Linked DNA regions of Mus musculus: all the other regions are linked to region 1. The links are chromatin contacts, called in public HiChIP or PLAC-seq and Micro-C maps. All regions are on one chromosome and are shown on one strand. The core of a region is the stretch at or near the end of the contact, and the rest is flanking DNA. Distances in the headings are between cores, read along the strand shown. Region 1 holds the start of Pdpn (podoplanin). Region 2 holds the start of Pramel13 (PRAME like 13). Region 3 holds the start of Casp9 (caspase 9). Region 4 overlaps Tmem51 (transmembrane protein 51). Region 5 holds the start of Dhrs3 (dehydrogenase/reductase (SDR family) member 3). Region 6 holds the start of Vps13d (vacuolar protein sorting 13D).

Region 1 (3,692 bases), core at 200-2,699:
AAAACAGTGTTGTCTCAGGATAAAAAGACCTGCCTGGCAAGCTAGCAACCCGAGTTTGGTCTTTAGTACCCATGTGAATGAATGTAGGAGCGAGCTGGCTCCACAAAGCTACCCTCTGATATCACACACATACCATATCATGGGTGCCCACACCTTTGCACACATGCATGCATGCGTGAGTGCATGCGCACACACAATAAATAATTTTTAAAAATCAGTCTACTTTTGAAATTCTTGAGATGAAGTCTGTTTGAAACTGAGGTCAAAGATAAAAGGATGAAAACAGCTCATTGTCACCTTCATTGGGACACGTAGGGACCGTTCATTGTTAAGTTCTCTGTAACTTATTTTTACCGTGTGCATGCGCGAGTGTGTGTGTGTATGTGTGTGTGTGTGTGTGTGTGTGTGTGTGTGTGTGCTCGCTGTCTGGTCAGAGGGCAACATACAGGAATCAATCGGGACTCTCCTTTCACCATTGTGGGTTCAGAGCCTAAAACTTAAGTCACTCGGCTTGGTGGCCGAGCCACCTCTGGGGGGCCCATCCTCAGATGCTTTTGTTGAAAGGAATTTATGGCATCTGGGAGTGAAGCCAAGACCACCCCCGACCCTGTTCTTAGATTCCAACAGGTTAGAAGGGAATAATGAACATTTCTCTTGCCGATACCCACTCCCTGAGAGCAAGGAAGGATTGTTTAAATCAAGAGACAGGGGATTACCAGTTAAACCCTAGGATTAATAGATGAGCTGAACTCTTATTAGTTCCAGGTGAGTGGCCGATAGTCAGATGACACAGCTGCTCCTGGTATCCAGGTGAAGCCACAAAGTCCCGGTATCAGGGGGTGGTGGTACGTGCTCTGCCTTCTGTATAACTCACTAGGGCCAAGCACCCTTCAAGGTCAAGCACCCCACCCAGACAAGTACCTCACCGGGCCAAGTACTGCACTGAAGGCTAGTTGTGGGAGGACAGACGCGTCCTTCCGTCCGTCCGTCCATCCATCCATCCATCCATCCATCCATCCATCCATCCATCCATCCATCCATCCATCCACGTGCCTTGCATGAAGGTTCAATAAACAAGAGCCGCCTCAGACTCACCCAAACAACGGCCGTTTTCCCCAAACCATCTGAAGAAAAAAATCCAGTGCATCGGTCTAAAAACCATAAAACCAGCCGCATACGCCACTGTGTGCGTCTCTCTTCTGCCCACTATCAAGGAAACCTAAGTTGTGGGCTTTGCCCTCCAAAACATAATAGTAAATATAGTAGAAAAATAAATAAAAATTGTAAATCAGAACTGTTTACTGCACGTGGCCCCCTTTTCTCCTGTAGTGGAACAAAGTCAAAAGCTTTTTTTTTTTTTCCCCTCTGGGCTGGGCCCCAGTGGCTGAGGCCCTGTAACTTTAAACCTGGCCTGAGGTCATCTTGTGATGCTGGCCAAACAGAGTTCGGGGGCGGTCCTAGATCTCCGGGACCACCTGACGCCCACCCGCTCCCGCCCCGGGACCGGAGACATAAATGCCGACTGTGCCGAGAGGTTGCCAGCTGCCAAGTTTGCTGTGCTTGCTGCCTCTGCGAGTCCAGAAAGCCCGGGCACTCTCTGGCGCTGAGACTTTTGCTCAGCGCCTTCCAACCTCCTCCCGAGCTCTTCCCGGCTGGGCCTGTGGCTTCGAAGTTTTTTGTTTTGTTTTGTTTTGTTTTTCATCTTTTCACAACCCACAAAAAAACCCACTAGCTGCTGAGGCTCCAACGAGATCAAGATGTGGACCGTGCCAGTGTTGTTCTGGGTTTTGGGGAGCGTTTGGTTCTGGGACTCTGCGCAGGGAGGTAAGCGCCATGCATGATTGGCAACCAGCACTTGTTGGTGGGGATGGAGGGAGGCGGGGGATGCTTGGGCCTGGGATCTGCGAGTGCGGGGGGAGGGAGGGAGAGCGGTGGGGTAGCTTAGATGGGGCTAAGTCTCCTGTAACAGCCAAGTGGGTGTGGCGGTAGGGGGTCCACCCACAGGTGGTAGGGGTACAGAATGGCCCTAACAACCCCCACCGCCCCGGGGGCTAGTGTTACGGGATGGGAAGGTGACCAAGGGCGACTGGACTGGCCCAAAAAAGCAGTGTGTTAGAGGAATGATTAATGTCTCTGAAAAAGAGGAACAGATAGGAGGACGTAGGTTGGAACTCTGGGTCACACCCCTGGCTGGGGATAGACCTGAAGAGGCTTCGCTAATTAGGATGGTAGCTGGAAGGGACGGTGGAACAGCTTGACCCGCAAGCTGCTATCTTTCTAGCATTCTTGTCTCTGCCTCTTTCTTTCCTCCCCTCCCCACACCCCTACACTGGAAATGGATGGAACCCAGGGCGCCACGGACCTGTACCTCCTAACCTGGAGGGCTGCCGTGAGCGTTGAAGCGCAAGTGTGTTTGAGGCCATGTATTGAACTTGGCCAAGGACTCAGTGGCTGAATTAGTGTTAATTAAAGACGAATGGAGCCTGAGAATGTAGCTCAGTTGGCAGAGTCCATGTTTGGCATGTGAGACACTCTCATGCTCCATCCCCAGCAAGATGCAAAAGCCAGGATGGTGATGCTCAACTGTGTCAGCACTGGGAAATGGAGGCAGGAGGATGAGAGGGTTCAGGGTTATCTTGGGGTATAAGGAGTTTGAAACCAGACTGGGCTTTAAGACCCTGACTAGAAAGAAACAGATTGATGGGACCACCATCACGTCCTCCTCTTCTGAATTACTGTCTTCTGTCTGGGTGATCTATGGCTGGGGTCTAGGACAGTCTCCTGTTATTTTGTTTCTTGCTTTGATGTTTTAAGTTGTATCTATATTCCTGGTGGAATCTAAGCTCTAATCTTGATCCCAGAGCCAAGAAGTCATGGGACAGTCTCAGTTGCTCACTAAATGAAGGCTAGTGGTCATCAGAGATGTAGGACTGTCTTTCCTGGTGAAGGAGTGGTTTGTGTGAGATGGGTGGGCCTAGCCTAGGCTTCTATAATTCTCCACAGACAACACCTAGTGTTAGGGAAATTATATAGAGTGCATGGGCGAGGTTGTCCACTTGCTTCAAAGAGACGAAGCTATTCTTTATGGTGTTCAGGGGTATTCCTGGCAGTCCTATCTTTGAAACTTCTTACGCTAGGATATATATATATATATATATATATATATATATATATATACAGTTCTGTATTTCGGTTCCATTTCCGTCATGGCGAGACAGTGCGTGTTAAGAACATGGCTTTTCACTCACCAGCGCAAAGTGAGGGGAAGCACCCACCCCAAACCACATCCTAGGAAAGTCGGAGGCTGGCATCCTCCAAAGGCAAGGGTAGGCTGCAACTGTCTCAAGCCAGCTCCCAAAATGCTCCTAAAATGTAGCTGGTATTTGGTCTTGTCTAGAAAAAGTCATCACTCAGTTAGAGTAGAAACTGTACAGCTGAAGAAAAAGCCTTGGTACAGGGGTGTTCAGAGAGGTGGCCATGCGGCCAGTTGTATCCAGGCTGCTCTGCAGCAAGATTGAGCCTGCAGGGTTTTTGTTTGAGAATAATGAATATGGATGAGTTAACTCCATTGAGTTAAGCTATTACTGGGGAGCCAGATCAGGCAGGGGTGATTGTGGTGTGCTAATTCTATTAGAGTCATATGCCATACTGATTTAGGGTTATAACCCAACCCCCTCTGCAATCCCCAAGGT
Region 2 (3,966 bases), core at 600-3,099, 1.1 Mb before region 1:
CCTCTCCTTTTTACTCTTGCCTCTTTCACTCTTAGTCCCCCTCTCTCCCCATTCCCTTCCCTCCTCTCTCCACATGTTCATGGCTGGCCTCTACTTCTCTACTTTCTCCCTCTCTCTGTGTTTCTCTGCCTCTACTACCCTCTTAACTCCCCCCACCTCCCCATGCCATGAATAAACTCTATTCTATACTATACCATCGTGTATCCTTCAGGGGGAAAGGATGCCTTGGCATGGGCCCACCGAGGCACCTCCTTCCACCACACCTCACCACACCCCCATAGAACACATCTTATACCTCTTTGTCTTGATATAAACACATCAATTCCTGCATGGATTCTGAGGCAAAACATTGGTATCTGCAGGGCTTGACTGGATGTCACGTTGGTTGTTCCTCTCAGTTTTGTCACTCGAGAAAGGAGGTATCTCAGAGGTCCCTAAAACATAGGGTGGAAGATTGAGCCTACCAGCCTGCTGAGCTTTGATTTCTCCTAGGCTGGGCCTTCAGGATCCCTAGGAAGGCAAAGCCTAACAGTGTGTGCTATAGGAACCCAGATCCTCAAGTTTCCCCCTCTTGTGTGGACATCTGCCTGTTCCAGGAATCCTCCCACCTGGGAGAGGGTTTTATCTAGGCAAATATCAGTCAAGTCGCCTCACCAGTGGACCCTCAGAACCTCCTCAATGCTTCCCCCAGGGCCATTCAAGCGCAAAACAGGTTCCCTCCACAGCAATTTAGTTCAGAGGTTGAGCACCAGGTGTAGGAGTTCTTGTGCTCGCCTATGAGCATCAGGGAAACCAGGAATGTTAAACAGCTAGGGCTGTCTCTTCAAAGTGAAAGAAGTATAACCAGTTTTCTGCCCAGAAGGCTAGAGTCCTAGGGGTGGTTAGCCATACCCTGATGATCTTTGCACTAGACCACACCAGACCCTCCCCCAGACCCTTACAATGATGTCACACATAGTCGATCTCCAATACTCATCTTTATGGATGATGTCAAAGGTACTTTAGAAAGAATTTCAATGCAGTCCTGCTTTTGTTTGTTTGGTTAATTTGCTTTTCAAGATAGGGTTTCTCTGTGTAGCCTTGGCTGTCCTGGAACTCACTTTGTAGACCAGGCTGGCTTCGAACTCAGAAATCCGCCTGCCTCTGCCTCCCAAGTGCTGGGATTAAAGGCGTGCACCACCACGCCCGGCGCAGCCTTGCTTTATTATTGTGCACACAGGATTGTGCTAATTATCACCAATTAGCTTCCCTCACCAAGAGCAACTGTGCTGTACTTAAATATACGTAAAATAAATAAACTAACAGGTGTCAAAGTTTGAACCGAGCCTTGTTGAACTAGACTTTCTTCTGGCCTCTCAAGGATCTTTGATCCGCACTCTGCTGGCACGGGTGTTTGCAGAGACCCCTCACACGTGAATTCAATTCTGTGTGAATCACTGTGTCAAGATGGCACACACCTGTGATTCCAGCATTTCTTTTTTTTTTTTTTTTTTTTTGATGAAAGCAGAATTAGAGGTGAATTAGAGGCCAAGTCTGGGCTGTAAGAGACCCTATCTCAAAACAAAATAAATATTAAAAAGTAAAACTTGTGTTGCTCCTGCAATAACCCACGACACCAGGACTTGAAGTTTGTCTGCTTCTGTTCCTTTCAACTGAGTGAGAGGCCTTAGTTTTCTTCAGAGGATAGTTACAATTAGACACTTTAAAACCTTGGCGTCTTTGAATTGACCCTTAAGTCTGGAAAGCCTTCGGGTTAGAAACAGAAGCAAACAGCCACGCACAGACCAGCCGCATTTTTACGGAATGAGGGAAGGAAGGGGGAAAGGGGAGGGGCTAGAAGGAGGAGGAGTCTTAGTCTGCCCTGGTCAGGGGAATTCAGTTCTTTGGCGGATATTCCTACGCCCACTTCAGTAGAAGATCTCTGGCCTCCGGAGTTCAGCGGAGACTTCATTGCAGGTATTTATGACCATCCACAGGCAGTCATGACTCTCCAGAGTTATACAGGTGTCATAGTAAACAGACCTTATGTCTCTAGCAGTTCAGGAACGGTCCGGAGTAGCTTAAGGATCGGTGTGCATCCTTAAAAATGGGTCACGAACCTCAAGCATGCTTCACAGAAGGCATTTACACAAACCTAAAGGATTGGTGTGAGCCAGGCACTTGCCCAACTCCTTTGGTTGGTTGTTTTTTGTTTGTTTGTTTTTGTTTTTGAGACAGGGTGTCACTATGTATCTCTGGTTGCCCAGAGATCGGCCTGCCTCTGCTGAGATTAATGGTGTGTATAACATTGCTCAGCACTTCCGGGCTTCTGGGTTTTTGTTGTTTGTTTACTTATTTACTTATTGAGACAAGTTCTCATTAAGTAGCCCTGGCTGTCCTGGAACTCATTGTTGACCAGGCTGGGAGTGACCTCAGAGATCCATATGCCGTTCTCACTAAGTGTCATGATTAAGGGTGTGTCACTTTCCTAACATGCATCTTCTTTCTGTCTTTCCTTTCTTCCTGCCGTTTGATACAGGATCACTCTTCTATGTAGTTCTGGTTGTCCTGGAACTTTATATATAGACCAGGCTGAGTTCAAACTCATAGAAATCCTCCTAGCCTCCTGAGTGCTGGAGTTAAAGTTGTTTCCACAACCAACTGGCATGGCTTCCTGTTGCAATCCATGCAGTCTGCATGAGGCTGGCATAACATAACGTTTGTTTTACATTTCTCTTTTTTTTTTAAACTATTTTTATTTTATGTATTGAGTGTTTTGCCAACATACGCCTATCTACCCTGTGAGTGCCTGGTGTTTGCAGAGGACAGAAAGGGGGCAGCAGAGCCTCTGGAACTGGTTCTAGCCAGTTTTTGTTTTGAGGCAGTTCTGACTATGTAACCATACTTGGCTCAAACTCAGCCTTTCCGAGACTGGAGTGCTAGAATTACCCTTGTAGCAACATGTAGCAACTTTAAAAAGAAGGAATGTGCTCTAAAATAAGGTGAAAGGAGCCCGGGAGGGGAGGTGGCTCAGTGTAGCACCTGCCTACATACACAAGCCCTGGGTTTCATACATCCTCTCCCCCTCCTTCTTCCCTCCCCCATCATCATAATTTTTAAGATAAGGTCTCTTGGGTTCCAGGCTGGCCTCAAATTCACCATGTAGCCAAGGGATGACCCGTCTCTACCTTCCAATTGCTAAAATTACACACATGGACCAAGATGCCTGTTTTTAGGACAGCCAGGCCTACACACAGAGAAACCCTGTCTCAAAACCAAAACACAAAATTATTATTAGTAGTAGTATTAGTATTTTGTTGTTATTTTTTTAAAGGTTGTAAAGAACCAGGTATAGTGGTCTGAACTTTTAATTCCAGCACTCAGGAGACAGAAGCATGTGGATTCCATAAGTTTAGGACCAGCCTGATCTGCAGAGAGAGCTCTAGGCCAAGGCACCATAAGGAGGCCCTAACCTTAAAAAAAAAAAAAAAAATTACAAGTGAGCCAGGTGTGGTGGTGCATGCCTTTAATCCCAGCACTTGGGAGGCAGAGGCAGGCGAATTTCTGAGTTCGAGGCTAGCCTGGTCTACAGAGTGAGCTCCAGGACAGCCAGGGTTACACAGAGAAACCCTGCCTCGAAAACAACAACAACAACAAAACAAACAAACAAAACAAGCAAACAGAAAAGATACAAGTGATGTGTGTTGTGATCATAAAAAGAGCAAGAGCTATTAAGATATGGTCTGGTGTGGTGTGGAGCAAGGGAGTGCATGGGGAGGGGAGTTAAGAGAGTAGCAAAGGCAGAGAGAAGGAGAGAGTAGAGGTGTAGAGGCTGGCCATGGTCACATGGAGGGGGCGGGGAAGGGAATGGGAACAAGAGGCAAGAGAGAGGCGGGGCCAAGCAGCCCCCTTTATACTGGCACAAGCCTACCTGGCTGTTGCCTGGTAACTGCGGGGAGTAGGAGCATACCTGGCTGCTGAAAGGAA
Region 3 (4,157 bases), core at 1,344-3,843, 1.5 Mb after region 1:
CTTCTGATCCCCCTTAATATGCCTGTGGTAGGTGGGCAGAACCTAATCCAGCAGTGCCCTGAGTTCATGTCCCTCTGCAAAGCAGAAAGATACCTACTGTGGGTGTCCAGTGCTGTGCTAAGTGCTAATTAGCCCTACTAAAAGTAGCAAAAACAGTGGTCAGTAGTTTACACAAGGTACTTAAATTTTTCTCAGTTTGTTTCTAGCATTAAAATAAGAGAACTGGATATAGAAATCAAGATCTCCAGCATTTTTGTTTTTGAGAAAAGTTAAGTTTCTCTTTTGTATGAGGGGAAAGCTTTCATATTTGGGGGGGGGGGGGCGCAGGAATTCTCAAGTAGCCAAGACTGGCCTTCAACTTCCTACATAGCAGAGGATGACCTTTGAACTTCTGACTCTCCTGCCTCCAGAGTCACCAGGCTTGGTTTATGTTGGGGATTGGACTCAGAGATTCATGCATGCTAGACAAGCACTGTACCAAACAAGCTATACATCAGGCTTCGTGTTCTGATTTTGCTTTTAAGTATTTAAGTATGCATGTATGTATGTATGTATGTGTGTATATGTATGTACGTGTGTATGTATCTTTCTATCTGAGTCTGTATGTGGCAACTGTGTGTGCATGGTACCAGTGGAGGCCAGAAAAGGGTGTCAGAACACCTGGAACTGGAGTCAATAGTTGTGAGTTACCACATGGGTTCTGAAAACTGAAATCAATGCTCTTATCCACAGAGGCAGCTCTCAGTCCTTAGTTTTGGCTTCTGAAGACTCCATCTCAGGTAGCCAGGCTGGCCTCAAACTCTGCATGTAGCCAAGGATGCCCTGGGAACACCTGATCCTCCTGCCTCTACCTCCTGAGTGCTTGGATTCCAGATGTATGCCGGCACCCCTGGATCAAACTGCTCCTTTCAAACAATCTGCCACTGCCAACACAAGGGCAGAACTGTTTTGACCACACTTGGCTGGAGAAGGGAGCAAGACAGTGGCTGCTGGTGCCACTCTGGGCAGTTCAGCTCCTGATCCCCCTTAATATGCCTTCTGGAAGGCTAGGACTTTCCCTTCAAACCACTTTTCTTGATCAGTATGGGCCCATCCAAATGTGTTCCTGAGCCTACTTTTGTTATTATTTGGCAGCTAACCACATGACTCTACACCACTTTCTTCTATCTCCTTCACTGGACCAAGCCACGTTCCAATACAGATGCTGGAGACAGCCTTGTAGACAGTCCCCCAGGGCCTGGCACTCATATCCTCTCAGAAAGAAATATTCCCTTTTCAGACCTGTGGTGAGGCATCAACTGGAACAAAGATGCTAAAGTGGTTTTTTTTTTCTCTTTTTAGAGTCCTTTAAGAGTTTTTACTCTGTATCTTCCAATAGAAGATGCATTTATGCATACAGCTATCCTGTTTTCTCTGTAATTTTCATACTCATCTTTAGACTTTGAACAAGTTGACCTTTTCCCTTGTGTAATACAGAATTTTATCAAGCTAAAATTGAACTCTAGTACAATGAAAATAATACTGCCACCATTATATTTTGATCCAGAATAATTCCACTCACACAGTAATCCATATAGCGTAGAAATTCAATACACCCCTTTACACAAGCCATCAACATTGTGACTCATGCTCTAGGTTTAAGTGGGCGAAAGTGGATTAAAAAAAATCAAATGTTTGATTTTATTCTTCTGCATTACCTGCATCAAATTCCTTCTTTTCTGAACTCCTTTATAAAACATGCACTTGATAAAAGCCCAGCCAAAAAAGACAGATCCTGATTCTATGTCCTTGTCCTAGGACAGGATGACCACCGTTCCATTTCACAGCCCTAGAAACTGAGATTCAAAAACGGGAAGTGACTGGTACAATGTGCCAGTATAAGGCTAAAGTGGGTGTCTAGGGCCCTTATACTAGAGAAGAGAAAAATCATAAAAGTTCAAACGGTGCAGATTACAGACCGCTTTTAACAAACACTCCACAAAAGAGGAGCATGGGTTCTTCTATTTTATTCTTGTGGCGAACTAAGAGGGCAGTACTGGGGAAGGTTTTAAAAATGGAGTTCCCACACCATGGTTTCCCAGGGCGTGGATTGCACAGGGTGCAAAGCGGAAAAAAAGGGCAGGAGCTCCGTAGTGGCTTCAGAGAACCTCTCAGCGACCTCCCAGTCCCTATCTGCGCCGCGGGAAAAAGAGGGCGGACACAAGGAGGCGGGGCGCACCTGAATATCCTCGATCATGTCGCGCGTGAAGAGCTCTCGACTCAGCAGAGCGTCCCAGAGCTCCGCGACTTGCAGCTCGCTCACTAGGCGCACCCTGCATCGCCGCAGGAGCTGCCGGTCCGCCTCGTCCATGGCGAGCCGATTGCGGGACCCCGGGTTCTGTCCGCTTCCGGCCCTCGGGTTCCGCCCCGGCGCCCACGCCCCGCCCCCACATAGCGCCTCCAGGGATCCCGCTCCGGCCAGCGGTCACCCGGTCCACTGGGCTCCGCTCCGCCCCGCCCCGCCCCGCCCCGCGGCCTGTGACTCGCGCTCACTGGGCTCCACCTCCGCAATCAAAACAGCTCCCACGGCCGCTCACCCCACCACCAGCCCCCAACACCTCCCTCAACGCCGCGCTCTCAGGCCCCGCCCCTTCGCCACGCCCTACGACCGCGCTGCTTCGCCACGCCCACTGGCGCTGCATTCAAGCTCCGCCCCATCACTTCGCCGTACGGACTAAGACCTGCCTCACATGATAACGCTTCTCCCCTAGGACTCGCCCCTCCTCGCCTCGTAGACCAGCAATCCCGCCCTACCGAGTTCCTTCGCCCCGCCCCGAAGCCCTCCTTTGCATCCCAGACTCTCCCCTAGGGTTCCAGGCCTTGTGGTTGCCTTGCTATCTTGCTCCCATTTGCTGGTTCTGCTTAGCGGTAGTTGTAACTTTTCCCCTCGCATGGCGATTGCTCTACCAAAATTCACAATGACCCTACTTCTACAGATACTCAAAGGATCACGAGAGAAAAGGGAAGAAAACCACGCCTAGACATTTGTCCTAGATCTTTCAAGTCCCTTGCTGGCTGTGGCTTTCTAACGCTGCGGCTAGTAAACCTCTTGCTGCCTGCTGTTTCAGGGCTATCGTGCCCTCAATCTAACCAAGCTCATTGGTTAGATCTCGCTCTCTTTCCCTCCTCAGCACCTCCCCCAGAGAAACTGCCAGGAATCTAATCCTATGTTCTCTCAGTTTTGTACCACTTATTTCCACGACTTAAAAAGTAATTGAAATAACTGGAGAGATGGCTCAGCGGTTAAGAACACCAACTGCTATTCTGAAGGTCATGAGTTCAAATCCCAGCAACCACATGGTGGTTCAACAACCATCTGTATTGAGAAATGACACCCTCTTCTGATGTCTGAAGACAGCTACAGTGTACTTACATGTAATAAATAAATAAATCTTTAAAAAAAGTAATTGAACAAGGTCTGAAGAGATGGATGGTTCAGGGTAAAGAGGACCAGCTGTTCTTCCAGAGGTCCTGAGTTCAAATCCCAGCCACCACATAGTGGTTTACAACCATCTGTAATGGGATCTGATTCCCTCTGTGCATGAAGACAGAGTGCTCATATATGCATTAACTAATTAAACACATTTTTAAAAAAGTAATTGGGCATTGTGCTAGCCCCTTACGCTATTCTCTCTGCTAGCCTTATGCCACATTCCTGACAGGGATATAGTTATTCCTTGATGACAGCTGTAGACATGTGTCAGGGATCTCACAGCGTGACCAGAACCAGAATAGACTCATAGCCAAGAATCCACCTTGGAATATGTCAAACGATAATATTACACTTGTTTCCTGATTTGGGCATCAGTCAACATTTCCTTCCATAAAATAGGATGTACACTCGGGAGGAGCAGCTGAGGTGAATTTACAAACAGGAAATCTGGGGAGAGCAGTAATGAGAAACTCAAAGGGGGTTAGTTGCCCCAAAGTAAAGGAGATTCACCACGTTGGCTAAAACTGGCTTGTTTGGGGATTTGGCAGTTATCCCTGCCACCTGATTTCTCAGACTGTTAAATAACCTAGTTTCAGCTTGGTAAAAATAAACATGAGTGAGTGCAAATTGGTCTGCTGGTGCCAGTGCAGAAAATCAATCCAAAACACAGGTATAGTATAGGTCA
Region 4 (4,056 bases), core at 133-2,632, 1.2 Mb after region 1:
CCCTCTTCTGGCCTCTGCACATGTGCACTGGTACACACACACACACATACACACTAATGGGCACATAACACTTACATGGGCACACACACTTTAAAGATTTTTAAAAGATGTTTTAAAGAATCAAAGACCAAATAAAATGTTCGAGAACTTGCTTCCTGGGCAAGGGAGATCCTCCTGTGGGGATCAGACTTCTGGGAAGGGACATTTGTAGTACATTGGAAGTCCTGACCAGACGATAGGTGTCTTCCAGGCTAACACTTGTCCACTGTGGGCATCTTTTATTTGTTCGGGTTTATTTTATTTTTTGAGACTGGGGTGCCTCGTATCCCAGGCTGGCTTTCATTAGCTATATAGACAAAGATGGCCTTGAACTCCTGACCCTCCCGCCCCCACCTCTCCAGTTCTGAGATGGCACGCATGTGCCACCGGTTTATATAGCATCTGATCAGTGGGTTTGACGGTCAGTTAAATGTTCTTGCCCTGTCTTTATAAAAAGTGAATGAGAGGGAAGACTGGAAATCTATATGCACAATTTAAAAAAAATTTTTTTTATTTATTTTTTGTCTGTCTTGGAGGAGTTGTGGGGTAGGTGTGTAGTTGCCATGTCTAGTTTATAGAGGTCAACGTTAGCTCTCTCCTTCCGCCATGTGCGGCCCAAGGATCAAACTTAGGTCAGTGAGCGTGGTGGCAAACACCTTTACCTTCTGAGTCAATTCACTGGCCCAGGAAAAGTACTTTTCATTAAATTTTATTATAGTAGTAGTAGTAGTAGTAGTAGTAGTAGTAGTAGTAGTATTTTGAAACATGTTTTCACTATGTAGCCCTGGCTTACCTGGAGCTCTATGTAGACCAGGTTGACCTCAAACTCACAGAGATCCTCCTGCCTCTCTAGTCCTAGGATTAAAGGCATGGGCCACCACTCCCAGCATATTTTAATCAATTTAAAAATCACATTGTTATTATTATTATTTGTGTGTGTGTGTGTGTGTGTGTGTGTGTGTAAGAGAGGGGAAGGGGTACACTCATTCCAAGGTATGGCTGCAGAAATCAGAGGACAACTTTTCAGGAGGTTCTCTCATGAAATGCAAAGCCTGGCTTGACAGCGTACACTCCCTGGGTTTGGCAGTTCCCTTTTAAAGAATTCAGAGACCTTTAAAGTAAAATGTGTCACCAAGTGGCACGTCGTGTGGTTTGGTTTCACCCCACCTACCTTTGCCCGCTGAGCCATCTCTCGGGCCCAGGGGACGTCTGTGAGTGACTTGTGGTCTGAGCCAAGCAGCACATGTCGGTCTCTGCAGTGAGAGCTTTGGGCAGTCCTGCTCCGGGCTGCTGCGGTTTTTTTTGTTTTTGTTTTTTTTATGCTGCGATCCTGGGAACTCAGGATTCCTTGGACAGTTCCCAGAAAGCAGCTCAGGCTTTGCAAGGACAGAGCTCAGGGGTGGGAGGCAGGGCCAACAGGAAGGAGGAACCGCTTGCAAATGTTCCCAATATACACTGGCTCCCGAAGGTCCCTTTAAAAGAATTCGGAGACCTTAAAAAGTAAAATGTATTACAAAGTGCAGAACCGCTCTTCACGCAGCCGCCTCAGTTCTTCTTAGAAGAAACAGAGAGGCAGGAGTGGGTAGGCGCCAAATCTTACTTTGATGAGTGTTCCCAAATGGGGACAGTGATGGTGTTCCAAAGGAGGCTAGGCAGTCAGTGTGAGGTAGGGAGCTGGCCTGGAACCCACGTCTGCAGCACAGACTGTCTTGGCTGAAGGCCACACTGTGCATGCACTAGGAACACTCTTTAGGAAACCCCCGCTGCTATCTGTCAGCAGCCCTGCTTGTAATGCTGACACAAAGTTATCGTTTCATCAGGGCTGAAGAGACAGTTTAAGGTGATTAAGGGCACTGGCTGCTCTTGCACAGGACCTGGGTTTGGTTTGGTCTCCAGAACCCACATGGCAGTTCATAACAGCCTGTAACTCCACTTCGAGTGGAGGATCAGATGTCCTCTTCTGGCATTCTTGGGTACCTGCACACACGGCACACACATACACGCAGGCACTCGCATACAAGTCAATTAAAAATAAATCTGTTTCTAAAAGCACACTTGGTTCAAAGGCAGCACTTATCTAGCACCCAGGCATAATAACCTACTTCCTGCTTCATCTCTGCTTCCTCCTCCTCTTCCTTTAAATATTCTTGTTTTGTTTTTTGTTTTTTGAGACAAGGTCTCACACCTACTCCCAGGCTGGCCTCATACTTGCCAAGTTCCCCATCTCGACCTTGAACTCCTGAGCCACCTGCTGTGCTGGGTTTACAGACATACCCTCCACACCCAGTGTAGGTGGTGCTGGGGTTCAAACACAGAGCTTGTGCATGCTGGGTAAGCTCTCCTCCAGTGAACTATATCCCAGTCCCTGTCTGTCTGTCTGTCTGCCTGTCTGCCTGTCTGTCTCTCTCTCTTTGTCTCTCTGTCTCTGTCTCTGTCTCTCTCTGTCTCTCTCTCTCTCTCTCTCTCTCTCTCTCTCTCTCTCTCTCTCTCTCTCTCTCTCGTGTGTGTGTGTGTGTGTGTGTGTGTGTGTGTGTGTGTGTGTGTGTGCGCGCGCGTGCGCTCATGCGACCAGGATCATCAGCCTGACTTCTCCCAACATATGTTGGTAGAACCAGAACTCAAACTTCCCATGGTGGGCCAGTGCCTTTGCAATCATGGTCTCATGTAATACCCAGTTCTGAAAATCTCCAGAAGGGTCTGGTGTGTTCTCTGCTGGACACTTGGAGTAACTGCTGGGACTAAACCCTGGCTGGACCTTGCATATGCTAAGCGACTAAGCTACAGGTGTATATACTCTCAGTGGAATCTCACATTTTGGCTAGCTTCTTCTTCTTCACCTTAGGTCTGGAGAGGGGCTGAGAACCGACTCACCCTCTTCCCATGTGTTTTCCCTGCCCCCACTGTCTGGCTTGAGTAGGGTGTGGACCTAGACTGTTGCTATTCGGTGGAAGGAGCCTGATTTGTTTGTTTGTTGTTTTGTTTTGTTTTGTTTTCTTTTGTCTTGTTTTGAGACAGGGTTTCTCTGGGTAGCCCTGGGAACATTATTTTTAAAAAGCTCTCAACCTCTCCCTAGAAGAGCAATCCGAAGAGTCTTCAGGTCGCCCCGTGAACTGCTGTTTGCGGTTGGGAGTCATGGGTTGGAACTGCCTCTGCAGTTCAGCAGTGCAAGTGGTTGTCTGGGTTCCACGCCTAAGCATACGTAAGAATATTTGCATAAACAAATTGACAAACAAATGCATGGTTTCAGTCCTTAGTGACTGAGTCTGCTATCTACAGAGAGGCAGCCCCAGCTCCCAGGGACGCAGCCTATGGTCCCGAGGGCGACAGTGGGGAAAGTACCTCTAAGTTGGAATCTGATCTGGGGACCCGGGACCGGGAGGGAGCAGGGGTTAACTCAAACTCAAGAGTGCAGGAAAGAGCTTTATTTTATTTTAGAGACAGCATCTCATGTGGCACAGGCTAGCCTAGAACCATATGGTTGATAATGACCTTGAACTCCGCATCCACCAGCCAAGTGCTGAGATCTCCCACCACACACCTGTTTGAGGCTAGGCTGGGAATTGAACCCCAGGACCTCACGCTCGCTAGGCAAGCATGATACCTACCCGTGCTAGATTCCCCAGCCTGAGGGAAAGAACTCCTAAGGAAGTGGGGTCTGAGCTGAACTGGGAAGGGGAACGAAGTTCAGGTGACAGGCAAGCAACCTGGTGGATGTAGCAACAAGTTCCGGAAGTAGTAGAGTTAAGTTCCCAAGGGCCCATAGAGCTGGGAGGGTGGGCTGGAAAAAACCTACGGAATTTCCTTCTGCAACTTATTTTAGTGGTGGCACTCCCCTCCCACAAATTAAAATAGAGCTGAGATGCAATCCAGGGCTCCATTTTGGGATATACTCCCAAAAGAGTTGAGCTCAGAAGAGACATTTGTGTTCACTGTTATCTGTGAGAGATAGAACGTGGAAGGGGTGTTCACTGGCAGACAAACAGACGGAATGTGACCCGCTACCTGAGGACTTTGTGC
Region 5 (3,807 bases), core at 146-2,645, 1.6 Mb before region 1:
GTGGTCAGAGGGGCACAGTGCCACCTTCCAATCCAGCTGAGAAGGATCCCCTCCGATGAAGAGGGCGGGGGTGGGAATCAAGGTTGAAGGTGAGGACAAGGGCTCTCTTTATCAGCGGCTGGCTACCCCCTCACCCCTCTTTCAGAATTTTAAACACCTGGGCCTCCCAGTCTTTCAGCCGGACTAGACCATCCACGTCAACTCTCTCCTTTACAAATCTGAACCGAGCACCCTATCTCACGTCCCTGCCTAGCTGCAACCTCTCAGCTTGTTTGGGACTAGGCAGCGAGTTGCCAAGCAAAATACCAAGCGCAAGCTAGCAGGGGGTTTGGCTTCCAGCTCTACCTAGGGGCGCGCGCACACCCTGCGCTTGGCAGGGTGCGGGCAAAGAGAGAGAGAGGGCACTACACCTTAGAGAAAGAGTCATGCGGCAAAATGGGTGGGTATTCTAGGTATGGTAGTTGGTAGGGGTAAATAGCCAGCGAGATACCAATCCCAGGGGAGCCAAGCAACTCAGGGCCTGCCAAAACACAGTCCGGTGCCCGGGAAATCTATGAAGGATGAAACCGACTTGCTTCGCAGTCCCAGGTGATGCAAGGAGTGGGTGGCTTGAGACTTTCAGATCGTTGGCGCTGGTTTCCGCACCCGCAGCAGGTGGGAACACCCCCCACGACTGCCTCCCCCTCCCTGCGTGCCAGAGTCCCTTTACCCTCAGCGCCCACTCCAGGTGTCGCAGTGCCACCCCGCCCCCACGCCGTGTACCTTTCTGGCGCCACGCTCTGCGAACTCCCGAGCGAGGTGGCGTCCGATGCCTCTCCCACCGCCGGTGATGAGGACTGACTCCCGCGACAAGTCCCGAAGCTTGGGGGGCAACACCATTCCCACGGCTGCTTTGGTTACCAAATAGATCATTTGCAGAGGGAACACTACCAGCGCGCCCAGCCATTTCCACACCATCCTCCGCGCGGAGGAGCGGGGTACAGGGGGAGGTGGTAGGAGGCGGTGGACAAAACTCCCCGGACAGGAATTAAAAAAAGATAGAAAGAAAACTCCCCCAAACAATAATAAACTAAATAAGGAAAAGGAGGCGTCCCACCTGGTCACTCTTGAACTGATCTCCTTTCAGATGTAAAGGACAGGGCGAGGAAAAATGGGAGGAAAAAGAAAAAAAAAAGAAAAAGAAAAAAAAGATAAACTCTGCTCTGGCGGAGAGGTAAAAAGCGTCTCAGAAGATTGGGACGGTGAGAGGGGCTGTGGAGAGTCCAAGGGGTGGGAAGTTTTAACAAGAAGTTTCTTGCCCCAACAGCCGTTTCGGCTGGGAAATTCACAGGTAATGTTTACAGACCGACAGAAGAGTTTAGGCAAGGCCAGGGACGAAAAAAAAAAAAAAAAAAAGCACCAACCACAGCGCGCACACAGCTACAGTCCGCGGTTTCAAAGTGCAAGATTAACAAAACAAACAAACAAAAAAGCTGTTTCCCAATTGTAGCGCCCCCCTCCAACTTTCTCCAGAAAAAGAAAGGGGGGAAAAAACCACACACAAAAACACCACACACAAAACCTGGGGAGTGATTGCAGCTCCCAATTTCAGTCCGCGAAAGTCTCCCGACTCATTGCTATTCTTGGGCTCAGGAAATTGCTTAAACGCGATCTGATTGCCAGCACCGTGCAGGAGAAGTGGGGGGTCCGGGTGTCAGTTTCTTCTCGTGCACAGCTCGCCCTCGCGCGCGCCCGCTCTCTCCGGTTCCCTCCTCCCTCTCTTGCAGCCCGGGCTGGGAGTTGCCGCTCGGTGTGGCTCCCTCTCTTCCCCCCTCCCCTTTAGTATTTATTGCCTTCTTTTTTGTTCTTTCCAACTTGGTCGGGCCCGTACTGTGGAGCACTCGTGGATAGGACGCCCTAGTCTGCACCGCCCTATTACTTCGTCCGCGGGGCAGCTGCGGCGTGGACCGAAAGGGCGCCCCCTCCTTTTTTTTTTTTTTTTTTTTTTTAATACCCCATTAAGTCTGATTGACAGTTAAAGTTGTTGGGAGGCTTCACTATCGTGCCTCTGAGTGGCTGCGGCGACTTCCCCTCCCCCTGCGCCGTGGCGGGGCACGCGCCTAGGCGCGCACCCGGTCTCGCTGCGTCTCGCACTCCCCTGGGACTCGCTTCTCATTTCTGCAAGCTGGAACTTGCTGCCCTAGTCCCCGAGGGCTCGCAGCCGGAACTCGAACACGCTGCAACCAACTCTGGCAAGCCAGCTTGCTGTATCAGACCTGGCTCCCAGCCTGGGCCAGGTGACCACCCCTGAGCGGCCGGGCAAACCGAGGGGAAACTCGCGCATGCCTTGATGCTATTGGGTCGCCAAGGGTTCATTTCAGGTCACTTGGTCATTCTTCTGCCTCCAGGTAGGACCAGGAGGTTATGTTTCATCATTGCCTGATTCCCATTTTCCTTCAAAGAGTGTACATCCGAAGTTGTATTAACGTGAAGTCTCTCACGTTGAGGTAGAGGGACCCCTTGGGAGGCAGGATTTTGCTTTGGGAGAAAGGGGAGCAGGGCAAAGGACCTCTAACCCCAGGTGCCAATAAAATCCCCATAAGATTAGCTGGGAGCTTATTTATTGCTTATCTGGGCTAGAATTACCTTGACTGACAGCAATTTCCTTAATAACAGAAGCCTGTAAACAACACGTCTTCAAAGCTATGCCACTGTTCAGTTCATCCAGTGTCCCCTCTCTGGGTGCCCTTACCCCGCTGACCTTTTGGGCACCCACCTTGTAACCTCTTGCCCACCCCTTGTAAGAACGTCTCCCTGTTGGGAGGGCGGGACCCAGCTATTTAGACTTGCCTGTTGCGGGAAGTCTAGGAGGTGAGTCATGAGAAGCAGGCCCAGTTAAAAGTGCTGATGAGACTTGCCACCCGCCCCCTCTGCACATCCCTGGGCGGGAGAGGGAGAGACAGCCAGGGAGCCTGCCCTATAATCTGGGGCAGCCCTTTCCAGCCCTGGACGTGTTCAGGCTGGGAGTCCTGGGCCTCAGCCCCAAAGACTGATCCAGCAGGCCCTGGGTGCACAAGGAACTAACTGTGCTTTTAATATTCCCCGCCTGGGTGTGAACAAATCCCTTTGAGAAGTGCTGATTTGGGGAGGGGGTGGAGATCACTTCCTCTTTTGCCAACTACTGTAGTTCTGGGGAGAAGTTGTCATGAGAACTCTTAGGTTTGGATGAAGGGGCAAGGAAGCCGTTCTCCTGTGTGGAGCTCCTGCGATCTGGTCTGACATTCCACCCTCCAGCTGACCTCGCCTTGGGGACTTTGTCATCCTATTTCCCAGGTTACCCAGCCAGGAAGTACAGGAGGAAGAGATTCAGTCCAGACCTAATTTCTCTTCCCATCCCACCCCACTCTGGCAAGAAGGCAGGAGAGAGGTGGAGGACAGGCTTGGCCAAGAACTGCAGTGAAGAGTCCCTGCAGGCTCCATTCTTCTTTCTAAAGGACTCTCCAAAGGGCTGGCCGTTGCCTTCCTTAGATCCCACCCCACCATGGTGGCCATTTCGTCCATCTTCCAGGTCTATAAAACAACAGGAAAGAAATGGCAGTCAGGGAGGGTCGGACTCTTGGCGCCCAGCGGTTGCTAAGGCCTATGTACAAGACACCAAGTAGGGGAGACCCCCAAAAGGCTGCATAGCTTCTGCCCTCATCTATTATCCTTGGAGACGCCTAGTGGCCAACATGGGACACTGCACCTCTAAGCTACTAGCGTTTTCAACACTGGTGGGGCTAAAGAGCTATTCTTTTTGCTTAGGCCTTTCACTCCATGTAAGGCTAA
Region 6 (3,939 bases), core at 836-3,335, 1.9 Mb before region 1:
GAGATGGTCCTAATGGTTCACATGGCAATTCCAGCCCTTCAGAGGCGGAGTCAGAAGGGCCAGGAGTTCCAGACCAGTTTTAGCTCCATAGGGTGCTTCAGGCCAGCCTAGACAGCCAAACAAACATCAAGAATATGAATGAATGCAATATGAAGATCATTTGCATGCATGTGTGTGTGATTATATAGGATTAAAAGTAAAAAACAAGTTTGTAAAGAGAAAAGCACAACAGAATAATGGATGAGAGAATTTCATGGGGGATGGGGTAAATGTCCTATGAAGTGGGAAGTGCAGAGAAAGGAGCAGTTAGCTCCGCCCCGTGGCCATTCAGAGTGCAGCTAGTCACTTCCAATTGCTCACCCAGTACTCAAAGTCTCTGGTTTGTCCTAGGGATAACACAGTATAAAATATTCCTGGATTTCAAAAACCTTCAGTAAAACAGCACTAATATATCTTCCTAACCATCCTTCTGCCGGGTGCGATGGCACAAATCAGGCACAGATCAGGAGGCTGAGGCAGGAGGATGATCTTGAGTTTGAGGCCCACCCGAGCTATATGCAGAGACTCGATCTCAGAAATCAGCACAAACAAGGTTTGTTTGCTGTTGGTTATATGTTGTGATCAGAGTATTTTGGTTCATCAGAGTGACTAAATTACTAAGCAATTTTCCCTTTATCTCTCCCCCCACCTTATTGTCATTGGTCCTAGGGACTTAATCCAGCATCACACATGGACTCTACTACTGAGCTATACCTTCCAGGCTCATCTCTTTTTTTTGTTTGTTTGTTTGTTTGTTTGTTTGTTTGTTTTTTGTGTTTTCGAGACAGGGTTTCTCTGTATAGCCCTGGCTGTCCTGGAACTCACTTTGTAGACCAGGCTGGCCTTGAACTCAGAAATCCACCTGCCTCTGCCTCCCAAGTGCTGGGATTAAAGGCGTGTGCCACCACGCCCGACTGGCTCATCTCTTTTGATATAGCAAGTAACAAATGAGTCTATTTGGGGCTGGCATTATACTTCTGTAGGACCGCACTGATCTAGGAGAACAGCATGCTAAGCAGAGAGAATGACGGATGCAAAGGACTGGAGGCAGGAACTGAAGCATTTTGTGAGTCAAGTGAACCAGAGAAAGCCATAGAAAGGGAATAAGACCAGACAAATTTTAGTGTGGCACAGTACAGAGGGTTTTTATTTTTTACTTGTTTTATTTTTGAGACAGTCTCAAGTAGCCCAGATTGGCCCCCAATTCATTACGTATCTTGAGAATGACCTTAGACACCTCATCTTCCTTTCTCTCTCTACCTCCTGAGCCCTGGGCTCAGTGTGTATGCTTACAAGTGTGTGCCACCATGCCTGGCTTTATATAGTGGTTCCTGCCTTCAAGAAGTATTGTGTGTGTATTTTGGGGGTGGAAAAGCGAGAGGATGGGGTTTGAGACAGGATATGGATGAACCCACTATGTAGCCCAAGCTGCCTTCCAACTATTAACTTTCCTGAATGCTCAGAAGGAGGTATTTTTTTAATTAAAATTTGCATTTATTCATTTTGTGTGTATATGTGGGCAGGCACACCTGTAGGTCAGAGGACACTTTGGGTGAATCAGTTCGCTCCTTCCACCACATGGGTGCTGGGAATTGGTCATCTGGCTTGGTTGCAAGGTCCTGTTCCAGCTGAGCTATCTTGACAGCCCAGGAGATGAATTTTAATACAAGTGTAGTGGGGGGAGTGGTTTAAGCAGGGCTAAAGGCATGGTTTGAATTACAGACTTCAGTGGCAGTCAAGGGGTCATTATTGGTGGTGGGATAAAAAGGCAGATGGAAAGCAGGGCGGTTTTGGAGGCACGATAATGTTTGAACTAGGATGATTTATATTCCTACACTGTCCCGGCTCTCAGTTTACCCATTTGTAAAACGGGGCTGATTGAGCTGTTGCTCATTAAGCCCCCAGCATACTGGGAGGCACCCGCCGCCCTTACAGGAACGGCTGCGGACGCTAGGGGGCGCCCCATCGACGGCTCGGTGCTCTGCTGGCCAGGCCCAGGTACGTAGCCACTCGATTGGTCGAGTCTAGCGCTCTAGTCACCGCCATTGAGGAGTGGCGGAGAGGAAGCACCTCGCAGAACCGGGCTTGGGCGGCAGCGACAGCGACAGCGGTAGCTACAGCTACAGCGACAGGTAGGGGGGCGGCGGTCAAGGCGGAGGACCTCAAGGAAAGCGGCCACGCGATCGACCTGGCTGTGCTCCGACGGCCCGACTCGGGGTCCGCGGCAGCCGGCCTCTCCCGGAGCCCGGGCGCCCTCGCGGGGACCCCGGAGCCCGAGAGTCGCTGGCACTTCAGGCCCGGGCTCGGGGCACCGGTCTCTGCAGCCTGGAGACACCACTGGATTTTGGGTGTCACGTCTCCCGAGGCTTGATTCCAACGTGCGAGTGTCTCTTCAGCACACCCCTAGTGGGGCGGCGTCCCTTCCCTCAGTGCCTCCATCCCCTCTGGGGTCACCTCTGGGTGGGGACATTAGGTTTGTCCCCAGGGTCCCTCTCTTCCCAACTTTTCCTTCTTGTAGGGGACACTCTTCGCCTCTCTTACCCCTAGAGAGCCATCTTCTCTAGGCTTGGTGGCTCTGTCCCCTGTTGCTGCCAGGCTTGGGGTTCTGACAGCAGACCGGAGATATGGAAAGGCCAGGGAAGCTTCGCGTTCCTGCGGAGCCCCCGGCCTGACACACACTTGGAGTTGTCCCCTTGTGGCAGAGCTCCTGGAATCCCTCAGCACTCAGCCCTAGCTGCCTGGCACAGGGATTCTCCAGGTCCAAATGCCAGTGCTTCCTATTCCCCGGTCTGGCCTCTTCTCGGGTGGGGCCTGGCTCAAGGTCATGTCCGGCTGTCTGCCCAGGCTGTGGGTTGAACCCAGATCCCTCAGTGTCACCTGCCACACCAGATAGGGGAAGCCAGGTGGGGGTTATTACCGGGCAGCTGCCTAGAAGTCCTGATGAGCATATAAATACTCTGGGATTCTGGCCAGCCTGGCGGACCTCCCTGAAACCAGATTCCTTAAGGGAATCCTTGAAGTGGCCTCAAGCCTGCTCTAGATGCTTAGTAGAGCTAATGGATGCTTTCTGGCTTGGGCCTCACACGGAGCAGAAGAACATCTGTAGGGCGCTAACAGCTCATGTGTACTTTTAAATGTGTACTTTGTGTTCTTCTACATCGAGAATAAGTATGGAAGGGGCAGAGCATGGGTACAAAACGACAATAGTTTCCTGGAAAAGTAAATTTATTTTACACTTATTTTATGTGTATTGGGGGCTGGAGGAGGGCAGCTGTCAGAAGACCACCTGTGGGAGTCTGTAGTCTCTTTTTAACCATATGGGTTCTGGGGTTTAAACTCAGTCTTGGTAGCGATTTCCTTCACCTCTGAGACACCATGCTAGCCCGACAGTAGTTTCTCTTTACTGGGAAAACATCTGGAGTTGGCATTTTAGGGAGAGTTGGCTTTTAGGGCTGAAATTAATGGCAATAACAAAAATAAAGATTACTTTAGCCTTGGCTTGGTGCCCAGGACTGTTTGAGGCTCACATAATAAAACAAGGTAGTCAGCTTCACATTGTGTTTTTAATAGATTTACCTTGTTGAAATGACAATAGAGAAACGTTTATTTACACTGTGAAGCATTTTTGATTAAAAATTTTTAAAAATTGTTTTTGTGACCTTGAAAGCAAATGCCGAGGAGTCCCCCTCCCCAGATTCTTGGCTTTATATCTGGAGCATAACCTACCCCCCCCAATTCTTTTGAAAGAAATAAGACAATAAAGTGCATTTTCTGCAAAATTAATATTGTTATTGAGACAGGGTCTCAATTTGTAGCTCTGGCTGGCCTGGAACCCCTATGTAAATGAGATGATCGTCCTTCCATTCAGAGATTGCCTACCTCTTCTTCCCTTGTGCTGGA

The links. Hi-C and Micro-C count contacts between places; a contact is called where the count stands out from the background. HiChIP or PLAC-seq counts read pairs in DNA pulled down with a chosen protein or histone mark.
Region 2: a contact with region 1 is called in an H3K27ac HiChIP or PLAC-seq map of embryonic stem cells, with 5 times the contacts expected there. The contact joins the promoter of Pramel13 here to the promoter of Pdpn in region 1. A contact is called at or near these places in 5 of 115 datasets of contacts at active chromatin or transcription factors (embryonic stem cells and extraembryonic endoderm stem cells) and 1 of 9 other capture datasets (embryonic stem cells).
Region 3: a contact with region 1 is called in a Micro-C map of embryonic stem cells, with 5 times the contacts expected there. The contact joins the promoter of Casp9 here to the promoter of Pdpn in region 1. A contact is called at or near these places in 2 of 39 promoter capture datasets (the 3T3-L1 cell line and embryonic stem cells) and 1 of 484 Hi-C or Micro-C datasets (embryonic stem cells).
Region 4: a contact with region 1 is called in an H3K27ac HiChIP or PLAC-seq map of bone marrow-derived dendritic cells, with 10 times the contacts expected there. The contact joins the enhancer-like site here to the promoter of Pdpn in region 1. A contact is called at or near these places in 1 of 39 promoter capture datasets (hippocampal neurons), 1 of 484 Hi-C or Micro-C datasets (embryonic stem cells), 9 of 115 datasets of contacts at active chromatin or transcription factors (astrocytes, bone marrow-derived dendritic cells and embryonic stem cells) and 1 of 9 other capture datasets (embryonic stem cells).
Region 5: an H3K4me3 HiChIP or PLAC-seq map of stem cell-derived neural progenitor cells shows a contact between it and region 1, with 7 times the contacts expected there. The contact joins the promoter of Dhrs3 here to the promoter of Pdpn in region 1. A contact is called at or near these places in 4 of 39 promoter capture datasets (cranial neural crest, embryonic stem cells, maxillary cranial neural crest and 1 more) and 4 of 115 datasets of contacts at active chromatin or transcription factors (differentiating embryonic stem cells, embryonic stem cells, extraembryonic endoderm stem cells and 1 more).
Region 6: an H3K27ac HiChIP or PLAC-seq map of embryonic stem cells shows a contact between it and region 1, with 7 times the contacts expected there. The contact joins the promoter of Vps13d here to the promoter of Pdpn in region 1. A contact is called at or near these places in 1 of 39 promoter capture datasets (cranial neural crest) and 1 of 115 datasets of contacts at active chromatin or transcription factors (embryonic stem cells).

The regions. Positions count from the first base shown.
Region 1 is chr4:143,297,321-143,301,012 of GRCm38.p6, reverse strand. It overlaps Pdpn (podoplanin), which reads left to right and starts at 1,449. Exons shown (of 6, transcript NM_010329.3): 1 at 1,449-1,824. The coding sequence starts at 1,758.
Region 2 is chr4:144,406,347-144,410,312 of GRCm38.p6, reverse strand. Pramel13 (PRAME like 13) reads left to right here and starts at 1,849. Exons shown (of 4, transcript NM_029948.2): 1 at 1,849-1,956.
Region 3 is chr4:141,792,048-141,796,204 of GRCm38.p6, reverse strand. It overlaps Casp9 (caspase 9), which reads right to left and starts at 2,593. Exons shown (of 9, transcript NM_015733.5): 1 at 2,219-2,593. The coding sequence starts at 2,350.
Region 4 is chr4:142,075,332-142,079,387 of GRCm38.p6, reverse strand. The region is part of intron 1 of Tmem51 (transmembrane protein 51); the gene reads left to right. Among named protein-coding and RNA genes, the nearest start is that of Tmem51os1, 6.9 kb to the left of the region's middle. Within about 2 kb of position 1,382, at least 121 of the 459 cell types and tissues checked have an H3K27ac peak or open chromatin away from gene starts, as enhancers often do. A contact at or near this core is called in astrocytes, bone marrow-derived dendritic cells and embryonic stem cells, where this site is marked.
Region 5 is chr4:144,890,665-144,894,471 of GRCm38.p6, reverse strand. It overlaps Dhrs3 (dehydrogenase/reductase (SDR family) member 3), which reads right to left and starts at 1,395. Exons shown (of 6, transcript NM_011303.7): 1 at 763-1,395. The coding sequence starts at 957. It also overlaps a transcript of Vps13d not described here.
Region 6 is chr4:145,193,151-145,197,089 of GRCm38.p6, reverse strand. It overlaps Vps13d (vacuolar protein sorting 13D), which reads left to right and starts at 2,085. Exons shown (of 70, transcript NM_001276465.1): 1 at 2,085-2,171.